Regions from separate parts of the Mus musculus genome. Here all the other regions are linked to region 1. A link is a contact called in public HiCAR-type and promoter capture Hi-C data. All regions are on one chromosome and are shown on one strand. The core of a region is the stretch at or near the end of the contact, and the rest is flanking DNA. Distances in the headings are between cores, read along the strand shown. Region 1 holds the start of Wdfy3 (WD repeat and FYVE domain containing 3). Region 2 holds the start of 4930524J08Rik. Region 3 holds the start of Pkd2 (polycystin 2, transient receptor potential cation channel).

Region 1 (4,339 bases), core at 391-2,890:
AGTTACTTCAAAGCCTCATGTTCCTTAACTCATAGCACATTTGTAGAGAAATTTTTGTGAGAAGCATATTTTTACATGAATAGATTTCAACTAAGGAAAAGAGAAACTATTTAAAAACCTGTATTTCTAGTTGCTTGAGGCAGAACTGCTCAAAGTTTTAGTTCTCAAACCTAATGAAATACAGATTTTTTTTAAACATTAAATGCATATCAAGCTAATTCTTACACAGCAGGGTCCCATGATGACAGTTTTATTTAAAGAGGGATTTACTTTGACTAGATCTATACACTAACAGACTATAGTCTTTCTCCTAGACTCTACACTAATACCACATCCCATTTTCCTGTAAATAAGTACATTTTTCATTGTTTTGTTATTTTTACTTGCTTTACATCCTGACAGTGAAAACTGATCTAAACCTGCTTGATAGAGGCCAGCCTGGAATCTGCTGTCTCGACGCAAGGGTTTTGTTTTTCTTTTTTTGTTGGGTTTTCAGACACCATAATAACCACTTGGTACTGACCAACCCATAGCTATTAGTGAACAAAAATAGTTTTTCGTATGCATAAGCACCATTTTTCCCACAGAAAAAACACTTAGCCATTGGTGAGGTACTGAAAATCCATGCATTCGGTAAACATCTGCTTGATCTGATTCTATCCTATTATTTCTACAAAGGAAGAACTCATCATCTGTCTCTCCGATTCAAGAGTCAAAAAATCAATGGAACGCAGCACCTCCGATGCGACCATGGTCCAGAGGGCTCTGGTCGGAAAGGTCACCGCTGCCTTTTCAACCCCGCCATAACCGCGAATGTCGGTGATGCCACCACATCCCCGATGCAGGACAGAAGCATCCCAGGTCCCTTCCACAGGGAAGGGTTTGCAGCTCAGAGCGTAGAGGGATGAGCCAGGAGAGGCCCGCGGCCCTGGAGACGGCGCCCGAGGGATGGAGGCCGCGCTCCGCTGCGCCCGGGCGCGCGCGGGTGGGGGCTGGGGGGTCCGGGAATGGGCACCGGGAGGGTCCTCCCGAGGGGACCGGCATGACCCCCACCTACCCCGGGCGCCGCCGGGTTACGCCCCCGCCCTCCCGGACCTGCGGTCGCCTTGCCCCCGCCTCCCCATCCCCGAGGCCCCCGCACGCCCCTCCGCCGGCCGCCTGGGACCAGCCGCCGACGGCGCCCTCTCCAGGCCCGGAGGAGGACGCGGGTGGGGGAGCGGCTGGGCCGCGGCCTGTCCCCGCGCGGACAGCGCCTCCGCCCCGCAGGAACAAAGCGCGCCGCGGGCGAGCCGGCGAGCGGGCAGGCAGCACTCACCGCGGACGCGCGGGCCCAGGCGTGGGGCCCGGGAGTCCCCCCAGGCCGGGCCGGGGCCGAGCGCCCGCTGCAGTCCGCGAGCTGCGGGGCCGGGGCGGCAGCCGTGCTAGGCAGCCAGGGCAGCGACGCCGCCGCCGCTCCCTTCTCCCGCCTGGGTCCCTGCTCCGCCGCGTCTTCTCCCTCGCCGGGTCCCCGCCGCCGCCTCAGCCTCGGCACTGCACGGGCTGCTCCTCTCCATCAAGGCCGGGCCGGGCCGCGGGGAACATCCCGGAAAGTGAGGGCTGGTGGCCGTCTCCCGCAGCTGCTGGTGGCCATCTTTAATCCTCCTCCTCCTCCCGCTCTCCCCACCTCCCGCGCCCGCTGACGGACGGCTCGGGATCCTCCTCCCGCTCCTCCCGCTCCTCCTACCAGGCCGGCCGCAGAAACTGCAGCCGCGCGGCCGGCCCCTCCCGCCTTTCCTTCCTCTTTCCTACTTCCTTCCCTCGCCGCGGCTCCTGCTTGCCGGCACCCTGGACAGGCGCGCAGCCCAGTCCGCGCCCCGCGCCCCGCGCCCCCTGCCCTCGCCTCCGGGCTCCCGGGTCCTCTGGCGCAGCGCTCACCCCCTCCTCCGGCTTCTCGGGGGACCCTGCTGAGAAAGCACCGCTGCGCGCCCCTGAGCCCTACTCCCATTGCTGGATGCTGTCACCAGCGATGAAAACACGCGAGCCTGCGTTCATTTTACTCCAGCTGGAGTACAAAAGAACTGCCCACGCTAGCTCTTTCACTACGCGGCCTCGAACCCCCACCTCCTCCGGTGCGGATCAGGACCCAGGAGTTTCCAGTCTCCAGGGTTGTCCTGGGTCAGTGACCTTGAGACCTTCTGCTGAGATTTTAGGTTTGCCCTTTCTGGAAAGGTCATTCTTTGTACCTCCATAGACCTGACCAACACAATGTTTGCACTAAATGAGTATGGATTGGTAAACTTGAAACAGCCAAGCGGACATCAGCTTGTCTCTGTTCCTAGTCCGCCCAGCGTACCGTTTGGGTCATACTTCTGTTCTGACGGTGGGGACAAAACTGAGTCAGCATGAATGCTTGAACTCCTTGAGTTGAACAGCTCAGAGTGGGGAAGTAGTGGTACAGAAACTGGAAACACGAGCTTGTTTTCCCAACACTGCAATCTACAGCAGTTTTAGGATTTCCTCTAAAAAAGAAAAAAAAAAAAAAAAAGCCGAAGTAATTTGGACTTGCTGTTTCCTTTTTTTAAGCCAGTTTGTGTTTGGAATTGGATCCAGTTGTACCGATTTACTCCACTGTTTGCTACAAGATTCAGCAGCTGTTCCGTGTGGGGGCCCCTGTTCCTGCTGTTCCCAGGCACCCGCTGGCAGGACAAAGCACCTTTCCCCAGGTGTGGAGAGCCATGCCTGTAAGGCCTGTGCTGGGTGGGGCTGCTGTTGGATGAGGTTGGGGGGTCCCTCAGGAGGATAGAAGAATTGTCCAGAGTTGGAGGCCAGGGAGACAGTCAGGGAAGGGAAGAGACCAGGGGCAGGCTACAGAATAAAAATGTAAATGTTACTCAATTCTGAAAGAGTAGGTCAGAACAACCCCTTTTAAAAAAACCTACTTTTATAACCAGATCATCTAAGGGGGAACAGAAATCCGATGCTTTGCCTCTAAGGCTCACAAAGTAACCTGTAAAGATACTGGCCATTCAACTGTTTTAACTCAGTCTGTGCCATCTATAGAATTCCTTTAAAGCCAAATAGGCTGTGCTATAGCGCTCTATAATACAGTTTTAAATAAATCATTACTGCCAGGTCGCTGGGTGGGGGAGGGGTGTGCCTGCTTCCTTTTCCTTCTTACTGCTCCTTCCTCCTTGGCCCTTTGATGTGTATTCTTTAGGTACCGTTCCTCCAATCTGCCCTTACACAAATGTACCACAAAATTCTCTTCAGCCTGGGAGTGTGGCAGGAAGAAGAGCTACTGGATGCATGGCTACATTAGGGTAAGAAAATCAGTTGAGTCAACACTAAGACCAGGGTGCCTTTCAGAAGGAAGATCTTCAACTAAATATGAATGAGGTTTCGAATTTTTTTTGTAATTATAATTGGGAGAAGAAAATTTATGAAATGTATGTCATCAGCACATTGATTATAAATGTCTTTCTGTTGGAAAAAAAACCATTGCAATAAAGTTCAAGGGTATATCAGTATGCAAATGTGGCAATTTTCCTGCTGGTGTCTTATAGAGAATATTTCACAAAGGTTTTCTCCTAGTGCACACATATACACCCAGCTGCCTTCCCTTGTTTTGCTGAAGCTATACAAATATAAGGATTATAAGGATGGTCTGGAAAAGACCCTTCCCAGTTGCTCTCTCTCAGCTCTGCCTCAGATCTGTCACCGCCACAGCTCTTACCTTCCTGGGTCTTTGTTGCCGGCCAAATGTAGTTTCTGTCATCTTGAGTTTAGGTATTCAAAACAAAACAAAACAAAACAAAACAAAACCCTGGTCAGCTCAGGTTCTCCAGCAACATGACTACTGTGTCCTGTGTATTCACTCAGATGAACTCACACTCCTCATAAAACAAAGACTGTGTTAAAGTGGAATAAGCCCTTTGTGCAGAGGCCAGATGGAAGGAGTTCTAGGCATGTGCAGCGAACTCCTCTGGGGATAGAGGAAGCTGAAGGGCTATTTCTAAACAGTTCTGCACCAGGAGTCTGATTCCTAACTTCCATTCAGAAATGAGGTGACTGTAGACAATAGCAGTTGAGGAGCTGTGCCTCACGACAAGTAAAAGCCATGGATTTGTGGTGACAGAAGACTCGTGAGCACAACAAGTGACTGGCGGGAGAGATGCTGAGGAGGGAGGACATGTTTTAAAAGAGAATTTCCAAAATTGTTAAGAGAAGCAATAAGCTCAGAATTCTCTGTTTAAGCATTTGCTTCTTTTATGTTTTATTTATAAAATGAAAGGTTAATGGCAAATGGGATTATCATTCATATATATACATATAAATGTATAAATTGACATATGCGTGTGTG
Region 2 (4,667 bases), core at 1,955-4,454, 2.1 Mb before region 1:
AAAAAAAAACATATAAAATTTAAGTGTTATCCAAAATAACTTAATAGAATATGGTTTGTACAGACATAGGCAATGTACTGGCTTTCTAACCTCCAATGGTAAAGATCAAAGTATGACCCTAAGGGCAGAGACTGACATTTCAGGGGGGAGAAGTGGGGTAAAAAGAATGCTCAACCTACCAGCCTCCAAGGGAAGTCATGCAAATGTGAACACATGTCAACCAACTGTAATTAACATCCCAGCCAAATCACACTGAAAATAAAAAGCCTGATAAGAGCTGTAGTGGAAAGCCACATTTAGCCCACCTATGAATATATACACAATGCTTAAAGTATACAGGACTTTGCATAAAGCATAGTAATACTTAAGGAACTGTCTACTTGACAGAATACTTCAGTATAACATGCAAGACATTTTAACACGCAGTATCTTTATCAAGTAACCTTTATATTTAGCATTAAGCTTAGAATTTAAACAAAAATATTTCAACCTAATAAAAACTAAATGAAAATACAGTAACTTTTGTTTGCCCATATTTAAAAGAAAAATTAATAATTACATTTAGTTTAGGTTGGTCAAATTGTCAACTCATCATGCATTACCACACAGCATATCACGCAATGGCGTTCTTGCCCAGATTATTTAGGGTATCTAGAAAGGCCTTACATCCCAGGCACAAGACTCAGCCTACAGTATTAATGTCTAAATCTCCTGGGACTCAATGGGCAACTAAATTACAGAGCCTCTGCATGTTATGACTACTGAAATCTTTATAAGACAGAAATAAAATGTAAAAGTTTTACCATTCTTCCCGCTGTGCCGCCGCTGCTTCAGTGTGTCGTGGGGAGGAGTTTGAATGGCTAGGGAATTAACAACCGGTACAGCAACCAATCAAAATTCTAGTTTTAGTTTTTGACATTGTTAGGGTTAAAAACTAATTCATTTATATTTCAGTTCAACAAAAAACTTCAAAAACAGCTAGCTACTTTCTAACTTCAAAACTCAAGGGTAATAGAAAGCCTGCCCCAGTTACAAATTAACCATTTTGGTGCCTCTGTCCAAAGAACAGAATTCAGAAAGCAAAAACCAAAATGTTAAAAAAAAAAAAAACCTTAATTTCTTCAAATATTTAACATGTATTCCCTTCTCAAATTAAGCCACACATCGTTCAATATTAGTTCCATTTAATTAAATTCACTTCCCATCCCACCCTCAACTCCCCACTAAAGCCAGTACAACCATTAGCAGACTGCAGAGAATCAGCCTGAACTGAGATTTTCTTAAACATTATACTCCAAGTCCTTCTCCACTGTCCCAACACCCCTACAAATTTTATACTCTTAACCAGTAGTGGAAATCACGGGTTAAAATGACACCTTTCTAAAAACTCCCCACCAAAACTTTCTCCTGGTTATAGTGAAAAAAATTGCATACGCACAGCCCCACTATAAAAAGTATCGAAACCATAACTCAAGATCAGCAATCTGTAATGGGAACAAGAAAATCTAAGGACCCGGATCGAACCCCCTTTCCTTGTCTCCTGAATGATACTCAGCTCCCAAAGGCTGCATTTTAACATTATTAAAAGCAGCTTCTGGTGGCGATATAAGTTACTTCAATTAAAGGAAGCAAGTTAGTATTTTAAAAAAACCTGAAAAAAACTAATTCATTGACCACCACAGGATTTATTGCGTATTAAAGGGTGAGTGGGCTCCTTTGAACAATAGTGAGAGGGTGAGACTGAGAAGAAACCAAAACAGGCTCCTGGGCACTGAAAAGGCGGGAGAGAGATGTAAAAAATGTAGTTGCACAGACTAAATAAGGAAAGACTACAATCTGTACAAATAGGCAACCCAGAATCTGAGGGCGCGAAAAGGGTGCATAGAGAGAATAACTTGGCAGAATGGGGGAAGGGCAACCGCAGGCGGGAGGTGGAAGAGCCCCAGTCAAGTACAGGCCCCATCGACCAGGAAGGACTTAAATGGAGCCCGCGGAGCCACACCAACGCGCCAGCAGACCAGGGACTTTGGCAGGCCCGGTCTGTCTACAGCACAAACGCAGGGCCTGTAGGAGCGTGTCGTGGTGACAGCGTAAAGTGGACAGAACGAACGAATCCTAAGACGAAAACTATTTAAAAGCAATGGCCTGCGGCCGACGCGGGAGAAAAGAGAGGTGGACAGCCTACAGCTTTCCCAAAGCAAGAGCGTGTCAATAATCGCACCGTCTCGGGGGCGAGGGCGAAGCGCCCGACCAACCTTGGCAACCCTGGTAAAAAGCTTTTCTGTGCGTTTGCATTTTTAAGCCTAAGAGGTTAGAAATCCGGGAGACGTGGGGGTGGGGTGGGAGGGTAAGCTCCGACAGGCGGGAAAAAATCCTGGCGGCCACATCGGTGGGAGGAGACCCGCGGCGAGGGAGGAAAGAGGGCGGGCCGCGGAGTAGCATGGTGACGGCTAAAGGTGGAAACGTGTGTGATGGGGGAGGGGGCGAGCAGGCAGGGAAGGAGATGCAGGCCCGGGGGGGAGCCCGAGGTACAAGAGGGGCGGCCGAGGGGGCGACTGCACTGGGGCCTGCGGGCGGGCGGGCGGTCGCGGGAGCGAGGCCTAATGGCGGGGAGGGGGAGGGGGCCTGGCGAGCGGCTGCCCGGGGCCGCCCCTTACTCACCCTTCATCCTCCTCGTTCTTACTGGCGTCGATCTTGGCTCCCTCTGCCTCGGCGCTGCCTCCTTCGGTGCCTCCGGCCGCAGAGCCGCCGCCGCCGCTCCCGCTTCCCGCCGCCGCCGCCGGCCCCTGCGCCGCCGCCGCCACCATGGCTCCCTCCTGCTCGCCCGCCGAGCCGCCTACCGCCGCCGTTGCCGCCGCCGCCGCCCCGTCCCCTCCGAACTGCTCCTCCGACATAGTGCTACTGCCGCCGCCGAAGACGACACCCGCCGACGCCGCCGCCGCCGCGAACCGAAACTAGCAGCAAAGTAATCCCCGCCGCCGCCGCGCGATGCCCGCTCTACCTCGCGAGGCACCCTAGACAAGGCGCGCGCGTGGCTGCAAGGGCTCCTGCGCCTCTCCCCGGCCTGCCCCCCTCGCCTCCCACTCTCGCGCAGCGCGCTCTCTCGCTCTCCCCGGCTGCACTGAAAAAAAAAAGAATGAAGTAGCAGCGGCGGCCACTCTCGCCTCCTCCTCGCTTTAATGGCGCCGCCGCGGACCACCTAAAATGGCCGACGGAAGAACGGCGCGTCCCGGTCACGTGGCTCCGGAGCGCGCCCTTTGCGCCTCCCCCGCCCCCGTCCACCGCTAGGCCCCGCCCCCCGCGCAGGCCCCGCCCTCCCCGTCCCTTTCCGACTGGCTCTCACGCCCCGCGGTCGCGCGGCGCGGGCCTTTAAAGAGGACCGGAAGTGGCGTGCGCAAGAGGGGCGCGCGGGTACCATCGAGAACAAGGAGCGCTGGTTCGAGGGCGCGGCTAGAGAGGCCTCCCCCGCCCCCGTCCCTTGGCCCCGCCCTTCCGCGGATTCCTGGAGTCACCGGCCGCTCCTCGGCTTTGGTTGGCAGGCGCGGCCGACCTGGAGGGGTGTGGTTCGTCCATCCCCAGCGGAGACTTCGTGGAGGCTGCCCTCAGGGAGCCACGGCTGTGGGCCCCGGGACCTGCGTGGGGCAGCGGGCCGCGCCTGTGCAGTGCTCCGCCGTCCCTGCGCCGGGTGACATTGAGGCTCCGCCGCGGCGCTGTCCAAAGGCGGCTTTGATGGTCGAGGCTGCCTCTTCTCAGAGTTGCTTCCCTAGTCTTAAGCTTTGCCTCCGTTATTACAAGAGCCTAACGCCGGCCACGATTCTTTGAAGTCACTATGGATTGGGAAGTGTATGTATTAAGGTCGACTCCAGGGCTCCTTTTTTTTTACGAGTTACAGTCCTTGTATTAAACAGGATATATAAATGTCATGAATCATCTTTACGAGGTTTCTGGGTTTGTGGTGTTGAGGTGGCGATTTTATAAAAAGAAAAAAATGAAACGCCGTTAGGCGTGTGATTCACGATTTTAAAATTAATCGCTAAGAAACCTATTGGAATTCCTACTCAGGAGTTAGACTTTGAAGCTTCCTGCAAGACTTAGAAGAAAATGGAATTTCTGGTTTGGTTTGGTTTGGTTTGGTTTGGTTTTTTTTGTCGTCAACCACTCGACTGCTTAGTAAGTATCCAGTTTCCAAACAGGGTTTGGAGAAGTTTACAAAAGACAGCATACAGGGACAGGACTTCAGCCCAGCTAATTAGGTACACGCTGTAATCCCAGAACTGTGATCCCAGAGAAGGGAGGAAGGACTGTTGAGGCCAACCTGGCATTACCCCTTAGCAAAACACATAAAAAAATTTTAAATAAATGCTTCCCATGGTGTACTTTAAGTCAATTTACAGTAACTGTACATAATCTGAAAATCCCAACGATTAAAACAAGATTTATCACTACAGTTTGTTACAGAATCCATAAAATGAAAGAATATGCATCAAATAGTGGAAATGTCTTCAACATTGAGCAAATCACAGACAGGCAACCACCAAGATGATTGGCGAAAAAGAAGTGATTCCACGTTTTTCTTTACCATCCAAAAATACTGACCAAATAAGATGACTCAAGTCAAATATTGCAGGTTGGCAACAACTTGGATGAACCCGAGGTTTTTATTTATC
Region 3 (4,207 bases), core at 1,159-3,658, 2.4 Mb after region 1:
ATCCTGTGTTCTAAGTGGTAAACAAATAATCTGCGCATGTGCCAAGGGTAGTTCTCCACTCCATGTGCTCTGCCTTCCCCCTGACGACAACTCGGTCGATGGGCTGCAGCCAATCAGGGAGTGACACGTCCTAGGTGAAGGATAATTCTCCTTAATAGGGACGGGGTTTCGCGCTTGCTCTCTTGGTCTCTTGCGCTCTTGCTCCTGAAGATGTAAGCAATAAAGTTTTGCCACAGAAGATTCCAGTTTGCTGCGTCTTTCCTGGCCGGTCACGAACGCGTGTAAGAGCAAGCGTTCATCATTTTCGTTTCCACAGGCACAAATGAAGTAACTTGCCCTAGGTCATGCAGTTGTCTGCTTCTATGGTCCTGATAATGAATTATGTATACACAGCCTGGAGCACCACTGACAATTCTTCTAGGTCTGGAATTCTGGATGATGTCATCACTGCAATTATAAAACCCAGGCTACAAGATGCATTTTATGAAAACTCTTTTATCTGAAACATAACTGTTGCTTCTCAAACTTTGGGTGCCCAGAAGCCTACAAGGAGACTCAGAATTCCAGAGCAAAATTCCTAGAATTTCTGAGTCAGTAAGAGTGATGTCGAGGACCCGACGAGTCAATGCATAAAACCTATTTTCTGACCCTGAGTCCGTGCTCCCTCTTCATACGCCCCTCCTCTGGAATATGCCTGCTAAGCAATTTTTCTGTTAGTGCAGCACAGGTGGCTCAGCTCAGAATACTGCTTCTCTAGACACCTCTTACTAGACAGACATCTCACCCTTTCTAGTGGGAGACTTCAGCCTCTTTCTTTTCTTGAGGTCTGGGTCTTTTCTTGAGGCCAGGGTCCTTATTACTCTGCTTAACTTGCTCAATTATTAATTTTACACACAGGAAACGTATAAGAGATTAATGAATAATGATAAGGAGAGTGATAGATGAATGATAGGGAGATCATTCTAGAAAAGCATTGTAGTGCCCACAAAGCCTAAATGAGTCATGTACCCCTCAGATTCATATGTTGAATTCCCAAGCCCTGGCATCTCAGCATATGACTGTATGTGGTCAGAGGTCTTTCTAAAAGTAACTAAATTTAAATCATACTATTAAGGTTGTCTATAACCACTACGATGACAATGATGGTGATGATGACGATGACCACGAAGATGAGGAGGAAGAGGAGGATGAAACATTTAAGGGAGGACAATGGGGAGACACAGGCAAAACGTGCCATATGCAAGCCAAGACAGGCCTCGGAAAAGGTCAACCAACTTTTTTTTTTTTTTTGAGAAAATGTATTTGCATTATTGAACACAGTGTGTGGTAAGTTATTATAACAAGCCTGGCAAACTAATATAGGATCGGACCATGCACATTTGCTAAACTGCAGAAATAAAATATTACCACTTAAGCTAGAATTCCATAGATTCTTTAATGTACCAACATGGCTGACCCCTTATTGCAAACAGTGGAGACATGGAGAATATGGGTGGGTGGGTAGGAGGGAAATGGGGGAGGGATACCACCCATAGGCTCCCAATCCAGTCCTATCCCCAAGGCTAAACAGAGAGAGACCAGTTTAGTATTAGAATGGCAGAAGAGATATGGAAGTGACAGAAATCATTTGCTCTGCTGTGGAATGACAATGTTTGCAGTTAGAGTAAAAAGCATTAGAGAACCCCTTGAGGACAGAAATGACAAGAAGACCCCCGCGGGACTTGACGAGGAGGTGGATGAGGACATCCTATGAGAAGCGTCAGAAGTGAGGGCAGAGATGCACAGATCTTGGCCAGGAATTTAACTTTTAAAAGAGATGGGAAAACCATGGAAAATCGAATTTGGAGTAGGCTTTGCCTGACCCAACTGCTGTCTTAAGTTGGCTGTGCCAGCTGGGGCGTAGCGAGGATGGAGATCTAGACCTAACGCCTGAGGCAGGATTCTGTTACTCAAGGGCTGGCCAGGAGCGGAAATGAGGTAATGGTGGAGGCATCAGAAAGTTCCAAAATCCAACCCTTGGATGCCTCTAGATGTCTGGAGAGTGGAGACAGGAAATCATCCAGTAAACACAGAATCAAGGAGCTGAGGGTCACCAAATGCAAGCCTTGCCGCCTTGGTGATTTCTTTCTGGTTTTTAAACGAAGGGTGGATTTCTTTGCCTTCCCTGAGAATTCAGTTCAAGCTGGATTTCACTAGTTCTTTCTATCCCAACAAAAGATCTCCATCTTTACCCTCCTCCTTGCACCTTTGCAAACCCAGGGGGAGTATGGACAGAGTCTAAGCACTATCTTAAGGTCATGCAGGCATGGACACACCCAGGAGCCCCTTTCCCGACGAGCTGGCTGACCAAGCAAGCTACCCCGTAGGAATGTGGGCACCGATGGGGACCCTGGCTCTACTTGGATCCCTGGCCGCTGGGGCCTTTTCGACGCGCCTAAGTCCAGTCCAGGCGAGGCCAGGGCCCGGGAGGCGGGCCGAGGGGGCGGGCGGAGGCGGGGAGCAGCAGGCCGACTCCGGGAAGAAAAGAACATGGCTCCTGCGGCAGAGGGCGGCGGCACTCCCGGGCGCGCTGGGCGCCAGTGAGCGCCATGGTTAACTCCAGACGCGTGCAGCCGCAGCCGCCCGGGGACGCGGGACGCTCGCCCGCGCCGCGAGCGTCCGGACCCGGGCGCCTGGTGGCGGGAGGCGCCGGCCTAGCTGTCCCCGGCGGCCTCGGGGAGCAGCGGGGCCTGGAGATCGAGATGGAGCGCATCCGGCAGGCGGCCGCTCGGGATCCCCCGGCCGGAGCCTCGGCCTCGCCGTCTCCTCCGCTTTCGTCCTGCTCCAGGCAAGCGTGGAGCCGCGACAACCCGGGCTTTGAGGCAGAGGAGGATGACGACGACGACGAGGTGGAAGGAGAAGAAGGAGGGATGGTGGTAGAGATGGATGTGGAGTGGCGCCCGGGCAGTCGGAGGTCGGCCTCCTCCTCGGCCGTGAGCTCGGTGGGCGCCCGCGGCCGAGGGCTCGGGAGCTACCGCGGCGCGGCTCACCTGAGCGGGAGGCGGCGCCGGCTAGAGGACCAGGGCGCGCAGTGTCCCAGCCCCGCGGGCGGCGGGGACCCGCTGCATCGCCACCTCCCGCTGGAGGGCCAGCCACCCCGAGTGGCCTGGGCAGAGAGGCTGGTGCGAGGGCTGCGAGGTAAGATCCGGACTCTTGGCGTCCAGTGCACGCTTGACAACTGCCTGCGCGCGGGCTCGAACCCCTGTCCTACAAGGGTGGCTGTCTGCTGCGGCTCCACCTCGCATCCTCTGCGTTCCCGCCTCCTTCCAGAGCGCCTTCCCTAACTCCTCTAATTCGGCGCGATTTCCGGTACCCATCACCGAATTTTACTGCGTTCTTGTTGGTGCAAATTCATTGGACGCCTCCCTTCCTCCCTTCCTCTCTCCTTAAGATGCTAGCACATTTTGGAAAACAAAAGCAAGCCGTTAATACCTGGGCTTTTGGAGGACGAAAAGTGAATATTCTAGTACAACTGACAATAGTTGGAACTTTATGCTTGCTAAATGTCACAAATGAGGAACAAGTTTATTCCAGAGCCCAAGCTTTTCCTTTGGTGGCGATGTGTCATGTCCCTTCAGCCATTCTAGTAGGGACCTACAATGTTATCCAAGTTTTGAGACAAATGCCTTTAAACAGGTCATTGTCTGAAGGTTTGGTTGAGAGAGAGGTTGTTGACAGAAATGTGTAGAAACACATTTTTGATCATTTCCAATTCTAGACATTTCTTAAACAGTTGCAAACAAAATTATTATACCTCGCCCGTGTCCCCCCCCCCCCCCCCCCGTGTGTGTGTGTGTGTGTGTGTGTGTGTGTGTGTGTGTGTGTGTGTTTAAAGACTGGAAGCAAGGTCCTTTGCCATTCCAACAAGATGATTGCTTTTCCAGATGGTTAATGTGTCAGCATTCCAACGAGCACGCAACTCTCCACACGGCAAGAAAGGACACGGATTTTCCAATAGCTAGTTAATCTCGTGTTCTTAAAGGTTTGCAGCCGGAGGTATCCAAGTAGAAGAGTTTCACTAACTCTCCCCCACCTAGTTATTTTAACCTCTAGCTTTAAGAGTTCCAGCCCAGGATTTGTTGTTATTTTCCCCTGCAACAGAAACTATCCAGGCAGTGTGAGTTAGGCAGGTCAGGCCTCCATCCAAATCCTGGTCCTACTACTGTTT

The links. Promoter capture Hi-C pulls out the DNA fragments that hold promoters and counts their contacts. HiCAR-type assays count read pairs that join an accessible place to other places.
Region 2: a contact with region 1 is called in a HiCAR-type map of astrocytes, with 2.2 times the contacts expected there. The contact joins the promoter of 4930524J08Rik here to the promoter of Wdfy3 in region 1.
Region 3: a contact with region 1 is called in a promoter capture Hi-C map of hippocampal neurons, with 2.5 times the contacts expected there. The contact joins the promoter of Pkd2 here to the promoter of Wdfy3 in region 1. A contact is called at or near these places in 1 of 39 promoter capture datasets (hippocampal neurons) and 1 of 115 datasets of contacts at active chromatin or transcription factors (astrocytes).

What each region holds. Positions count from the first base shown.
Region 1 is chr5:102,068,281-102,072,619 of GRCm38.p6, forward strand. It overlaps Wdfy3 (WD repeat and FYVE domain containing 3), which reads right to left and starts at 1,641. Exons shown (of 67, transcript NM_172882.3): 1 at 1,316-1,641.
Region 2 is chr5:99,975,731-99,980,397 of GRCm38.p6, forward strand. 4930524J08Rik reads left to right here and starts at 3,205. Exons shown (of 2, transcript XM_030254981.1): 1 at 3,205-3,222; 2 at 3,307-3,936. The coding sequence starts at 3,205. The coding sequence ends at 3,822. Hnrnpd (heterogeneous nuclear ribonucleoprotein D) reads right to left here and starts at 3,208. Exons shown (of 9, transcript NM_001077265.2): 1 at 2,662-3,208; 2 at 804-860. The coding sequence starts at 2,894. It overlaps Gm42127 (a long non-coding RNA gene), which reads right to left and starts at 797. Exons shown (of 2, transcript XR_880475.1): 1 at 1-797.
Region 3 is chr5:104,457,049-104,461,255 of GRCm38.p6, forward strand. Pkd2 (polycystin 2, transient receptor potential cation channel) reads left to right here and starts at 2,409. Exons shown (of 15, transcript NM_008861.3): 1 at 2,409-3,177. The coding sequence starts at 2,589.